Linked DNA regions of Danio rerio: region 1 is linked to region 2. A link is a contact called in public Micro-C data. All regions are on one chromosome and are shown on one strand. Each heading gives the region's core, a stretch centred on a gene start, on an enhancer-like site or on the middle of the called end of the contact. The rest is flanking DNA. Distances are from core to core; before and after follow the strand shown. Region 1 holds the start of dmxl1 (Dmx like 1). Region 2 holds the start of commd10 (COMM domain containing 10).

Evidence for each region. A called contact is a pair of places that touch in the nucleus more often than the background predicts.
Region 1: a Micro-C map of caudal fin shows a contact between it and region 2, with 4 times the contacts expected there. The contact joins the promoter of dmxl1 here to the promoter of commd10 in region 2. A contact is called at or near these places in 9 of 18 Hi-C or Micro-C datasets (caudal fin, embryo, fibroblasts and 2 more) and 4 of 4 datasets of contacts at active chromatin or transcription factors (caudal fin, embryo, gastrula embryo and 1 more).

What each region holds. Positions count from the first base shown.
Region 1 is chr8:295,022-302,195 of GRCz12tu, forward strand. dmxl1 (Dmx like 1) reads left to right here and starts at 2,555. Exons shown (of 24, transcript XR_012383989.1): 1 at 2,555-2,706.
Region 2 is chr8:143,804-150,512 of GRCz12tu, forward strand. It overlaps commd10 (COMM domain containing 10), which reads left to right and starts at 2,171. Exons shown (of 7, transcript NM_001017895.1): 1 at 2,171-2,286; 2 at 2,458-2,548; 3 at 3,353-3,460; 4 at 3,882-4,037. The coding sequence starts at 2,258.

The DNA of each region.
Region 1 (7,174 bases), core at 1,305-3,804, 150 kb after region 2:
TCTGTCCTCATGCAGCAGACGCTGTGTTAAATCTCTCACATCTACATGTTGGTTTCTGTGTGTGTTTATATAGCTGCTATCTTCATTTATACACTCCGTTTCTGCATCCGGTTTATATACACAATCAACAGCAGCTGCGCTAACTATCTTCTCTATTCTCTATTTCCACATGGGGATGCTCATCCAGAGGCCTCCAGAGATTCTGCAGGACCATTGATGCGATTAAAGACCTGTGAAGAGAGGATCCCGAAGTCTCCATAATCCTGGACCAGGCCGTATCCTGAGCTGCTGCTGTGGTGGTCATGGAGGAGTGGAGAGCATGAGACTGATTCCTGTAAGACCTCAGTGACAGACGAGTCTCCACATTGATCCTGAAGGGCCGGCCTGAACACCTGCCGGTGACCTCTCCCACCTGCAGCTTCTTCACAATGGACGTCCAGTGTTCTCCAGGCTCTGGCACCTAGACTGCAGCTCTGCACAAGACGTTTGGCCAGAGGAGAAATGGTTGTGCCCAACTGAGCCCAGTAGTATCTGGATGCAGCCTTTATGATGCAAGCTGAGATTGCATCACTCAGCCCATTAAAAAGCATTGGATGCAGCTCAGATTGCACTGCACCAAGTCTGCAGCCAGACCCCTCTCACTGATGCCTAGTTCACACTAGAGGATTTTAAGCCTGATTTGAGCCCGATGTGGAAGTTAACGAGCTCGCCGACAGATCGGGCTGTGATCGGGAAGAAATCTGCGGGTGCTCGGCGCTCGCCGCTCTTTATGTGTGAACTACTGAACAACGCATCAATGAGGCTCGCTGACGCGTCGCCGACACCTCGCAGACGGAAATCCAACATTCAGCATGCTGAATATTCCAGAGCAGTCGGCCGACTCAACCCCACGTGTGGTCAGATGTAGTGACGAGCTGCAGCCAATGAGAGAGCAGATCAGCATGAGCTGAATGCCTGTGTGTTCAGGAGCTCAGCAGAAACATCTGTGATTGGTCAGAATGGGCATCGCTGCACTCGCTTCATTCTGCGTTAGCACAGACATGAGAGGAGGATATATTAACAGTGGACCTATAATTCTGTAACTATTAGAATTACCATACTGCTCATTCTGACCGTTCTCATATAAAACGCCATACTGTCACAACATATTTACATTCAAAGCTATTATTGAGATATTAAAATTAAGCTTTGAATGTCTGGCATCATATTTAATGACACCGTTACCCTAAAAATATCATCTTTTTTGCTAATACAGCCTATAAATATGTAGTTAAGATACTAGAACACTTAAAGGTCTTGGCTTTCATTTTCACTTTCAAACAGGAGCTATTTCACAGCACAGAATCTGCTGTTTTTAAAGATATCTGAAGCAAATTGATGTTTTTGCCATCAGAAGGTTTTGTTTATGTTAGCAGGAAGTTGCTAGGCAAAAAAATGCACACATATTTAAAGTCACAGTGAAAAGTATCAGACATGCATGCAGTCATTTTGACCAGTATGGTAATTTAAGGCAGAAATGCTCAGTTCTTTACTGTTTTGTAATAAAAATAATAATAACAATGTCAGAAAGAAATACACTGATAGTTAGAAAATGGCAGGGTGTTATAAATATGTTAGTTTTATTTCAAAGAGTTATAAAATTACAAAAATTAAAAACTCTCTGTGTATCTCTCCACTGGAACCTGCAGATGAGTGATTAATGCGCTGATAAATCAGCTGATTTGACGATGTTTTTAAATGCTTTCTCCAAAGCTTGAAATGCTGTCAGTGATGTCATCAGCACACAAGCAGCCAATAGTGTTCAGCTTTTTCTGCTGACTCCTCCCTCAACATTTCATTGGCTGTGGTTTGGTAGCTTGAATGAGCTGATGGGGAATGAGTTGTTGTCAGATCATGTAGTGTGTGACCCCCCTCTTGTGGATCATTCACAGAGTGTTGCGTAGTGTGAACACCACAGAGATCAAAAGACACAAAGTCAAGTCATGTAGTGTGAACGGCACAGCGATCTGCTGATGTTTAAAATCCTGTAGTGTGAACTAGGCTTAAGCCTGGTCTCTCTCCTTCACTTTGGTCAACTGGTGAAGTTTGTTCCTCCACTTTCTCCACTGGTCTGCTTGGTTTGGGTCTTGTGGATCTGTTGGATGGATCTGCTCTTCAGTGTTTGGACTCTCAGCGGTGAAGATTAAAGCACACTGCACTGAACAGAACTGAACTTCAGCTCTGAACACTGGACTGACACAGCTTCAGTTTACTAGAACTTCAGTGTTCAGCTGCTGCCACAATCTACTGTAGAGGCGCTGGAGGAACACTGAGGAGCTGAACTGAATGTGTGATAAACTCTGCTCTATGAGTTAATAAAGTCCTCATTCAGATCAGTGTTGATCCAGCTCACGTCACTGAACACACATTAACTCAAAACACGACTAAACTCATTCCCTCTGCTGCGCGCTGAACAGATTTATAACGCGGTAAATGTTCAAGCTGCTGTTGAAGTAAATAATGAGGCATGTGACTCCGCGCGCAGCGTAACCCTCAGAAAGAAACTACATTTCCCAGAATACAGCGCGCGCTCTACTTCCTCAGCCGCAGCGCAGAGTCTCCGCACTCAAACAGCACCAAACCACTGTGTGTGTCCTAATTATCTCTCACAATGAGAGAAACACACTCCATATTTCAGCTCGGGAATAAATGAAGCCCGTTTCTAAGGTAAGGCGCGCCGCTGCGCTGACTGTTTCTCTTGCTGATGTTCGGCTGCTGTCATGCTAACGCTACGTGGCTAATAACGTCCACAGTTCCTCAGAAACCTCATTAGTCGCGCGTTAATCGAGTGGTTAATGAGTTAAATCGCTGACACGCTCCAGGACTGTGGCTTTAGGCTGTTTTTTGTGGATCGTCATAAAATGCTGTGGTTAAAGCTGTCAGTGTTCATGATGTTAGCAGTGCTAGCGGATCTGAGCGGGATCTCTGACTGGATACTTTCACAGAGTCATAAAGCTCTGTTTATTAAGCACACACGGATCAGTAAAGTTCACGTGTACATCTGCTACTGGATGAAAAGCGAGGAACATGAGTGATTTAAACGTTTAATATACAGTGAAGCAGCGTCATTTATGATGGACATCACGTGACTGACTGACACATTGCCGAATGACTGAGTGTGTGTGTGTGAGTGTGTGTGTGACGGACATCACTGAATATCACTAAATATCTGACTGACATCACTAAATAACCGACTTGACATCGCTGTATGACTGACACATCACTGACTGCATGACTTTCCGACTGACTGACACGTCACTGAATGTCAGCTGTCCTCTAGCTGTTGTAAATAAGACTCATTTCTTATTTCTATTGATATAAGAGCCTCTTTCTGGGGTTGTTCCTACTATGGCTGTGTGATAATGTGGAAAAACGCAATATCTTGCTAAATAATGCAATATTCAATATGTGATTTAATATATTACAAAGATAACCAACATATGTTTGATGGTATTTAGTGGAGAAGAAAGTCAAGGTCAGCTCTATTGTCAAATCTGCCACATGCACAGACACACTAGGCATGGGCCGGTATATGATTCTGATGGTATAACCTTGGGTAAAAATATCCAGGTATTGTGATCACCGCTCTAAAATAGATTCTTTTTAAAAGTCTGGGGTAAAATACAAAATGTTTTTCCCCTTTGAAAACAATATATTTTATTTTTTTAAAACATTTATGATGTTTTGGAGCAGTAAACATGTCAGTCTGAATAATCCAAATGAATGGTTGACTTCTGTCGTCTTCTTTAGTTTAAAAATACTGATTTCTTTACAATTTAAAAGGGCATCTTTTGATATTTTTTCCGCTGGAGATCCTGCTGTTCTAAAAAGCAACAACAACAAAAAGTTAATAAAAATAGTACACATACTTTAAGAACGGTATAACAGAACATTGTGGCGGTTCACTATACAGAAACACAGAGAGTTAAAATGAAGTTACTCTAAAAGTAGACACAAACATCACCTATATGTAAATAAATGGCATGCTTACTATGTTTACACTATATATAATAACTTGTATATAATTGTAACTATAACTTAATCTGATTGTAATGCAATTATATACACCTGTCGTAAAGCTGATTTGAAACAATAATTGTAAAAAGCACTATACAAATAAACTTGAATTGCTTTAAATCAGACCCTTGGTGCATAAAGATACAAGAAGATTGTTAATATATAATAAATGCAAGTAAAAAATCAAGAGAAAAAATACAAAATGATATCAAAATAGTAAAATACTACATTGTAAAACCCAATAAGTTAAGGTAACTCAAACCATTTAAGGAAACTGATAGCAGCAAACCATTTAAGCTCAAAAACTAATCCTAATGAGTACTGTGAACTTACTACATTTGAGTAAACTGAGCAATTTGAGCACAGTAATTTATCATTTACATGATAAATGAAGAGAACTCAAACCAACTGAGTACTGTAAAACCCAATAGGTTAAGGCAACACAAACCGTTTGAGGAAACCGATTGCAGCAAACGATTTGAGTTGAAAAACTAATCTCTATGAGTACTGTGAACTTACTCCATTTAAGTTGAATTAAGTGTTTAATTAAGTCATTACCTTCAACACTGAGTTCAAAACTCTTCAGATGAGTAGAATTAACTTTCAGTCAATTTTGAGTTAACTACACTCATTTCGTTTGATAAAGTTGACTGTTGGGTTGTACAGTGTATACTATATAGACTACTATATACTATAAAGGAAAGAACAGCCATGTTTTACTTTTGCATAAGGCAAACCAGATATTTTTACAATGTAAACAAACATTTTTTCAAATAAAAGTAATGATTGTCACCACAAGCTGTGCGATGACGTTCTTTCTTCGATATATATTACGATACGAAGTATAATTCCACCAGATTAAATGAAGAGGTCTATTAGGAAAGAATTCATAAGTTTAGATACAGTAAGATGATTTTGTACGCAATTGCGTCTACAAAACAATATAATAATCCAATCATAAACATTGCTAAATACAGCAGAGCGTTGATGCTGTTCAAATAAAATGCACAGTGCTTTATGATTATCTGGAGGTCTTGCAATATTCAGATACACAAATTTAATAATCCAAGGTAAAATAGCACTGTAGTAGCGCTGGATAAAATATCTTTTCAGCATTGATATCTCAATGTGTGTGTCCGCAATACTTGCATCGCAGGATCTGTAATGTTGTGCACCACAGTCCAGAATACCAGAGTTGTGGAGTAACTGCAAAGTTTAACCAAAACAGAGGGAAAGTTGATTATTTACATGTGTTTAAAAGGCATTTCAAAAGAGTTTAAAGCATTCAGGCACAAAAAAAAGTATTTGTAGCTTTAATAATTTTTCATCCATGATTCACTGCCCTACAAAATGCCCACAGTCAGTCCAGATTCCAGATTTCTCTCCAAAATAGCGCTATTAAAACAACTGGTCAAATTGTATTCATGTCGCAATATATATCGCAGATAAACAAAGTAGTGCAATGTCAAATATTTGCAGCCCTAGTGTATAGTCTTCCTCGTGTGTGTGTGTGTGTGTGTGTGTGTGTGTGTGTGTGTGTGTGTGTATAAATAAATAATTAAATACAATCAATCTTTCTTAAAATTAGAAATGTAATTTCTCATGTCTGAATAATTAAAAATCAAACTTAAATGATAAAGATTTTGGTAACTTTAATGTTTTTAAGCGTGCTCCTGGTCGATTATAATGAAGATTTGACATTGCAGATCCTGTGTTGTGACTGTTGCTGATGCACGCATTGCGATATTGATGCTGCAGCTATATATTGTGCAGCCGCAGTCACCACCACTCTGCTCCAGTATAGTTATATCAACCTGAAAGCATTTGAGTTTACATGATCAGTTTACTTCTTTGCTGTCTTATTGCATTCGTCACCGGTTGTGATCGCTTGCTCATGAATGTTTCATCATTCATGCTGAAGTTGCCACAGATATTTGGATGGATAAACTGGCGTGTCCACTCTTCTGGCTAATTATGTTGCCTGAGGCCTGTTGCACAAAACCAGTTAAACAAACTCTGGGTTGCAGAGTAAGCTTTGGGTCGACCAAACCAAACTAATCCAACAGGTTAAGAACAAGTTAAGGGGTTTCACAAAAATCTGTGTTTAACCCTGTCATGTGTGCCATGCAGAAAACAGCCAATCCTGGGTTTCGCGTGTAAGTGTGGAAATCCTAAAAACTGCTTGAGTTTTAATCTAGTGTTTAAGGTTTGAAAAGTGCTTCAATTTTAGATAAAGTGCTTGAAATTGTATGTGCCTACATAATAACTTATATTGGTAATAAGGATAAACTAATATAAATATCTTTAATTTAAAATAAATATGTTTATGCCTCAAATTTAAACTGCCGGCTGATTTTTTCATCTGCAAGATATAAGCATGGAGATAACTGTTTCATGAGTGAACAATATATATATAAATGAAATATAAATTTAAGATCAAAGATTAGCTATTCAAGATGGGGGTAAATGACATTTAAGACAGTAAATTACAGTAACTCAGTGTTCAGCTTGGGGCAAACATGCATCAAAATGTTGTTTTTTTAGAATACTCCATAACATTTTCATTAAGAAGAATGTATGTCTGTAATTATGTAATTTGTCGGATTTGTAAAGTGCTTTAAAAAGTTCTTAAATTTGACTAAAAGTATATGAACCCAGCCAATCAAATGACGCATGACTGCAGCAATCAGCCAATCACATGAGTTAGAGTCATTTCCCACTAGCGAGTCAGCACAATTCACTTCTCTGTTCAAGATTAGGAGATATCATTATGAGAAATATCATGCATGTAAAGACACTTTTCTCACAGCTCACTGGATCAAAGCTGAACTTACCTGCATAAAAACCCCCAGACCAGCTTTGTGTAACAGGCCTCTTGCAGACAGTGTGCTACAGGCAGGCACCCAATGATGCTTTTGTATTAATTTAGTCATTTATTGCAAACCATTGCGATATGTTCATAAATGAGTACACACTCTCTTAAAAATGAACATAAATTGTCATTAGAAACAGTAATATTGGGAACATTAAACAAAACTGATTTATTAAACAGTTATTTTCGTCACAATTTAATATTTAGATTTTTCCTGTTGAGTAAAATTGTATGTAATATTTTTCA
Region 2 (6,709 bases), core at 921-3,420:
CCATGAGGAGAATAATCTGACCATGAGGAGAATAATCTGACCATGAGGAGAATAATCTGACCATGAGGAGAATAACCTGACCATGAGGAGCAGAATAACCTGACCATGAGGAGAATAACCTGACCATGAGGAGAATAACCTGACCATGAGGAGAATAATCTGACCATGAGGAGAATTATCTGACCATGAGGAGAATAATCTGACCATGAGGAGAATTATCTGACCATGAGGAGAATAATCTGACCATGAGGAGCAGAATAACCTGACCATGAGGAGAATAACCTGACCATGAGGAGAATAACCTGACCATGAGGAGAATAATCTGACCATGAGGAGAATAATCTGACCATGAGGAGCAGAATAATCTAGCTCTTCTGTTAGACATGATTAATTAGACTCTGTTAGACATATTTTTAATTAAAGTCATCAGAATATTGAATATAATTTCCTTTCTTTATTAAAACATCATTGTTGATTAGTAATATAGATGGCCATGAGAGCAGCGTGGCCAGAGTTTCTGTACATTTAGATTTAGAACTCTACTAGTTTTATCTTGATCAAATGTTGTGCTGATATTACCAACTATACATTAATAAAAGCTTATTCAGTTTCCAAATGACACACACTCACTGGCCACTTTATTAGGTACACCTGACAAATACCAGGTCGGACCCCTTTTTGGTGTCAGAGATTCAGCAAGCTGCTGGAAATATTCCTCAGAGATTTTGCTCCATGTTGTCATGATAGCATCACACAGTTGCTGCAGATTTGTCGGCTGCACATCCATGATGTCAATCTCCCGTTCCACCACATCCCAAAGCTGCTCTATTGGATTGAGCTCTGGTGACTGTGGAGGCCATTTGAGTACAGTGAACTCATCGTCATGTTCAAGACACCAGTCTGAGATGATTGAGCTTTATGACATGCTGCGTTATCCTGCTGGAAGTAGCCATCAGAAGATGGAGACACTGTGCTCATAAAGGGATGGACATGGTCAGCAGCAATACTCAGGTAGGCTGTGGCGTTGATGCTCAATTGGTACTAATGGACCCAAAGAAAATCTCCCCCACACCATTACACCACCACCACCAGCCTGAACCGCTGATACAAGGCAGGATGATCCATGCTTTCATGTTGTCTGAGCCGAGCATCTGAATGTGTGAGCAGAAATGGAGACTCATCAGAGCAGCAACGTTTCTCCAATCTTCTATTGTCCAGTTTTGGTGAGTCTGTGTGAATTGTAGCCTCAGTTTCCTGTTCTTAGCTGACAGGAGCGGCACCCGGTGTGCTCTTCTGCTGCTGTAGCCCATCCGCCTCAAGGTTGGCCGTGTTGTGTGTTCAGAGATGCTCTTCTGGAGAGCTCGGTTGTGACGAGTGCTTATTTGAGTTACTGTTGCCTTTCTATCAGCTGGAACCAGTCTGGCCATTCTCCTCTGACCTCTGGCCTCTTCAACAAGGCATTTGCGCCCACTGAAATACTCAGAGCAGCCCGTCTGGCAGCAACAGCCATGCATGCCCTGTTGGAAGTCTCTTAAATCCCCTTTCTTCCCCATTCTGATGCTCACTCTGACCTGCAGCAGATCCTCTTGACCATGTCTACATGCCTAAATGCAGTGAGCTGCTGCCATGTGATTGGCTGATTACAAATTTGCGTTAACAGATGGAGAGGTGTACCTAATAAAGTGGCTGGTGAGTGTAGATCTCGATAGCCAATACTCTATTCTTATGTCTGAAGTGTAAATAGTGCTGTTACTCTAACACAGACCTCTCTTCACTTATATCAGGAATAGTAGCAGTGCAGGTTTTATATCCCTCATGTGCATGAAAGCTCAGTTAACTCTGTTATCTAGTTGAGTCCTGAGGCGGAACATACAGACAAACAAACGACTCTTTATCGAATAATAGCTTAATGTGGCGGTGTTCCAGTACAGTAGTTTATCCAGTGATACAGCACACTTGTGTACTCCTCCTCCTGTTTTCTGTCTGAATGAGGTGAACTCCGCTCGGTTTTCCCGCTGCCAGCTTCAGCGCGCCAAAAATAGGCAGGAAATGCGATGGCCATGGGAACTATTTGCTCGTCAAGTTCTATAATCTGTTTATTTTTTCGTATTTTAACATTTGCGTCGCACATATTTACCGTTATTACGCTGTACGGAGGGCGGGGCGACGTGCTGGCGTCACGCGTCATATGACTGAGCGGTAGGAAGTGACTGTTTCTGGACACGAAAATAAAACAAACGGACCTACCGAAGAGAAGATGAGCTCCATAATCCCGGAAACACCGAGGTAAAGTGCGCTGACAGTGTGTGTGTGTGTGCTGATGGGGAGACTGAGGCACAGTCAAACACGCCACCTCAATAACATCTGTCAATAATCAATAATCACAGCTCTAGTCATCATCAGCTCGTGTGTGTGTGTGTGTGTGTGTGTGTGTGTGTGTGTGTGTGTGTTCTGCAGCATTAAAGCAGCCGTCACTCACATCAACTCCATCGACAACAGCAAATTCTCCAGATTACTGACCCGCATCCTGCAGAAGCTCCATCTCAAGGTGTGTGTGTGTGATAGTTGTGTATAATGTTTGTGTGTGTGTGTGTGTGTGTGTGTGTGTGATAGTTGTGTATAATGTTTGTGTGTGTGTGTGTGTGTGTGTGTGTGAGAGAGTGATAGTTGTGTATAATGTTTGTGTGTGTGTGTGTGTGATAGTTGTGTATTATGTTTGTGTGTGTGTGTGTGTGTGAGAGAGTGAGTGATATTTGTGTTTAATGTGTGTGTGTGTGTGTGTGTGTGTGAGTGAGTGAGTGAGTGATATTTGTGTGTAGTGTGTGTGTGTGTGTGTGTGTGTGTGTGTGATTGAGTGATATTTGTGTATAATGTGTGTGTGTGTGTGTGTGTGTGTGAGTGAGATATTTGTGTATAATATATGTGTGTATAATGTGTGTGTGTGTGTAATATTTGTGTGTGTGTGTGATAGTTGTGTATTATGTTTGTGTGTGTGTGTGTGTGTGTGTGAGAGAGTGAGTGATATTTGTGTTTAATGTGTGTGTGTGTGTGTGTGTGTGATTGAGTGATATTTGTGTATAATGTGTGTGTGTGTGTGTGTGTGTGTGTGTGTGTGAGTGAGATATTTGTGTATAATATATGTGTGTATAATGTGTGTGTGTGTGTAATATTTGTGTGTGTGTGTAATATTTGTGTGTAAAATGCGTGTGTGATGTTTGTGTGTATAATGTGTGTGTTTGTAAGTGTGAAATATTTGTGTATATTATAATATTTGTGTGTATAATGTGTGTGATATTAGTGTGTATAATGTGTGTGTGTGTGTGTGTGTGTGTGTGTGTGTGTGTGTGCGCAGGAGCGCTCCTTCAGTCAGGAGGAGGAGGAGAAGCTTCAGTCTGCTCTGTCTCTGGAGCGTCACACACTGCAACTGCTGCTGGAAACTGTCTCCTTCATCCTGGAGCAGGTGTGTGTGTGTGTGTGTGTGTGTGTGTGTGTGTGTGTGTGTGTGATCATCTGCTGCAGATCATCAGTTATTATAGAGCGCAGACTTGGGTTTAATCAATAATTCTTCCAGAACTTTGAGTCTTTCCTCTGTTAAACAACAAAAGAAGATATTTTGAAGAATGTTGAAGACCGGTAACCACTGACTTCTACAGTAGGAAAAACATAAGCAAGTCAATGGTCACCGGTGTCCAACATTCCTCAAAATATCTTCTTTTGTTGTTCAAGCAGACAGAAACTAAGTGAGGAGCGAGTAGATGATGGAAGATGGCTGTTAGTGTGAGCGGCCCCTGAGCAGGAGGAGTGTGTGTGTGTGTGTGTGTGTGTGTGTGTGTGTGTGTGTGTGTGTGTGTCCTGCTGTAATGCTGTGATGCTGTCTGCAGGCGGCGTATCATAATGTGAAGCCGGCGTCACTCCGACAGCAGCTGGAGAACATCTGCATCTCGCCGCAGAAAGCAGAGGTGTTCAGCCAGATGTGGGCCGCCGACGCTGCAGACCTGCTGGAGAAGATCAGACTGGGGATATTCGCCCCCATGAAGGTGAACACACACACACACACACACACACACACACACACACACACTAGGGCTGGACAATAATTCGATATCAATATATATCGTGATAGAATTGTTTTCAATAACGGTGATGTGAGTTCTGGTATTTCGACATTTGCGTGTCTGTATTTTATTATATCTATAAGATCTTCTACATTGTGCCATATGTCACTGAGTGACGGTCAGTGCTCAGCCGTCAGAAAGAGCGTGATGTACGTCATCACACAAGTGACATCACAGACACGCTACCGGCGCTCAGCACAGCAGTTGGTCAGCTCTGTCGCAGAAAGTGTGCCCTGAATACAGAAGTGAATGAGCAAGCTTGCAGAAGTAAGAATGCAGACGAATTAGTTTCTGACAGGGGAAAGAGCAGTGCAGTGGTGTGGAACTGGTTCGGCTTTTTAATTTTCGATAAACGTATAGTTTCGGTGCTCTGCAAAATGTGCGGGAGAGATGCCGACCAGCAGCGGGAACACATCAAACCTGTTCCCCCTGAGAGAACTTACTGAGAGCCAGAAGATGAGGCATCCTGAAGGTTTAAGCCGTCCACCTTCCCAACAGCGAAATCAGCAGAGTCAGAAAAGAAGGATATGAACAGATGGCTAGAGGCGCCGTGTAGGATTTAAATCAAACTTCGCTTATCAATATACACCCATATAAACCTATTCTGCCCAATGTTCAAAACACGTATGAAACGTGCGCATATACATATACACTAGATGCATACTGCATACACACACACATACACACGCACATACATAACTCGATCTGTGCATAAACGGCCAAATTAACACACACACACACACACACACACACACACAAGCTCGCTACATGCTGGTTTACAGCACTCGCGCAAACTTACAACATGAAATTTCACAGACAGATTTATCAGGAATCTGGTGATTATAATCTGATTATATTATTATTATAATCTGATGAAATAGAGAGAATGAGATTAGTAGAGGTATTAAATCTGTCAAATAATGAGAATGTGTTGTATAAAATAATATAAAACATTAGTCTATATGAATAGACTATATAATATATAAGAAATATTTTATGTTAAACCTTTTAATTGGGTAATTTCACACAAATATGAATAGTCAGATCGAACACTTAAAGGGGGTTTCTCTTTTCTTTGGCAGATATGAATATAGCCTGTACTCTCTTAGATTTTTTTTATTATTATAATTATTAATCTTTTTCTATGTTTTTTTACAATGTGAATGTCATAATTGTAAGATTTCTGTATTATTTTGATTAAATATTCAGCATATACACAAAAAAACACTGATAAAAGTTTCTGTTCACGTTGGTCAAGCTAACCTTCATGAACTGTCTATGTATTATTTCTATAAGTAAATGAGCCGAGTCTGAGAGTTTTAGTTATTTACTAGTTTATTTCACGTCTTGCTTGTAAAGGCTAATACAAATAAAAAGTGAACATCATTGTTCTGTATTGTTTTTATTTAAAAAACAAAAAGTTTCACTTTGCATATTCAGTTTGCAGAGATTTGCAGGTACAGTCATCTATTGTGTGCGCTCTGGGTCATTTTTCCCTCTGTTTTTAATATTCTCCATATCGATATCGGCATTTCATCATATTAACCGAAATTAAGAAATATATCATGATATAAATTTTTGCCTTATCGTCCAGCCCTAACACAAACACACACACACACACACACACACACACACACACACACACACACACACACACACACACACACACACACACACACACGGAGATATGGAGTGAAAGGGTTACTTCAGTGCTTCATTACAGCAGCTCCATCACTGCTGCTTCACTTCCTCTTCACCTCTGGTGCAGGGGTTTTCAAACATTTAGGACTCGCCCCCCAAGTTTGTCCAATTTCACTGGCGCAAAGTGTAGTGAGTGTACGTCAGGAGTGTCTTCAGAGTAAGTGAAAGACCCAGAAGGGCATCCAGCTGATGAAGCTCGCCGGTTTGACTTTCATTCGTTCACTGTCATCAGTTTTAAACGCAGCCGCTCCACTTTATCTGTGTCTGTTTTACTGGAACACATAAACTCTACAGGTGCCTGATGGTTAGATGTGGAGCTGATGTTAATCATATTATTCCCTCAATGTCTCGCACAGTCTGCTCTAGTGTGTGAGGAGGAGATGCTCTACTGTGCAGCACTGATGGAGACGCTGATCCACTCACTGATGATCCAGCAGATATTACAGTGTTGTGCATTACTCTAACTCCTCTAGCTCAGCTCAGCTCAGTGCTGATGAAGGATGAGGATCCACTGACAGCACAGTGGTGTAGAGTAACTGAGTACCAACACTCAGATGACTGGAACGGAGTAGTTTTATAGATGTGTACTTTTACTCTCCCTTGAGTCCATGTTTAGTGCAGTATCTGTCCTTCAGCCTGCAGTCACTCCTTTGATTTCTCTAATCCCCCATAGACAGGAGAAAATAGTCCTGTGATTCCCGTCCAGTGTGGTAAAGCTCATCATAATGCAGTAGCTCAACACAGGGCGCTTTATAAATGCAGCAAACTGTTTAGAAGCATTAAAAGTGTCCAAAAAGATGTCAAAAATCTGTACATGCACTGACCCAGAGACTGTGTAGATGCAGGTCACTGATGATGGATGTTTACTGTATGATGACCCAAACAGCCTTCAA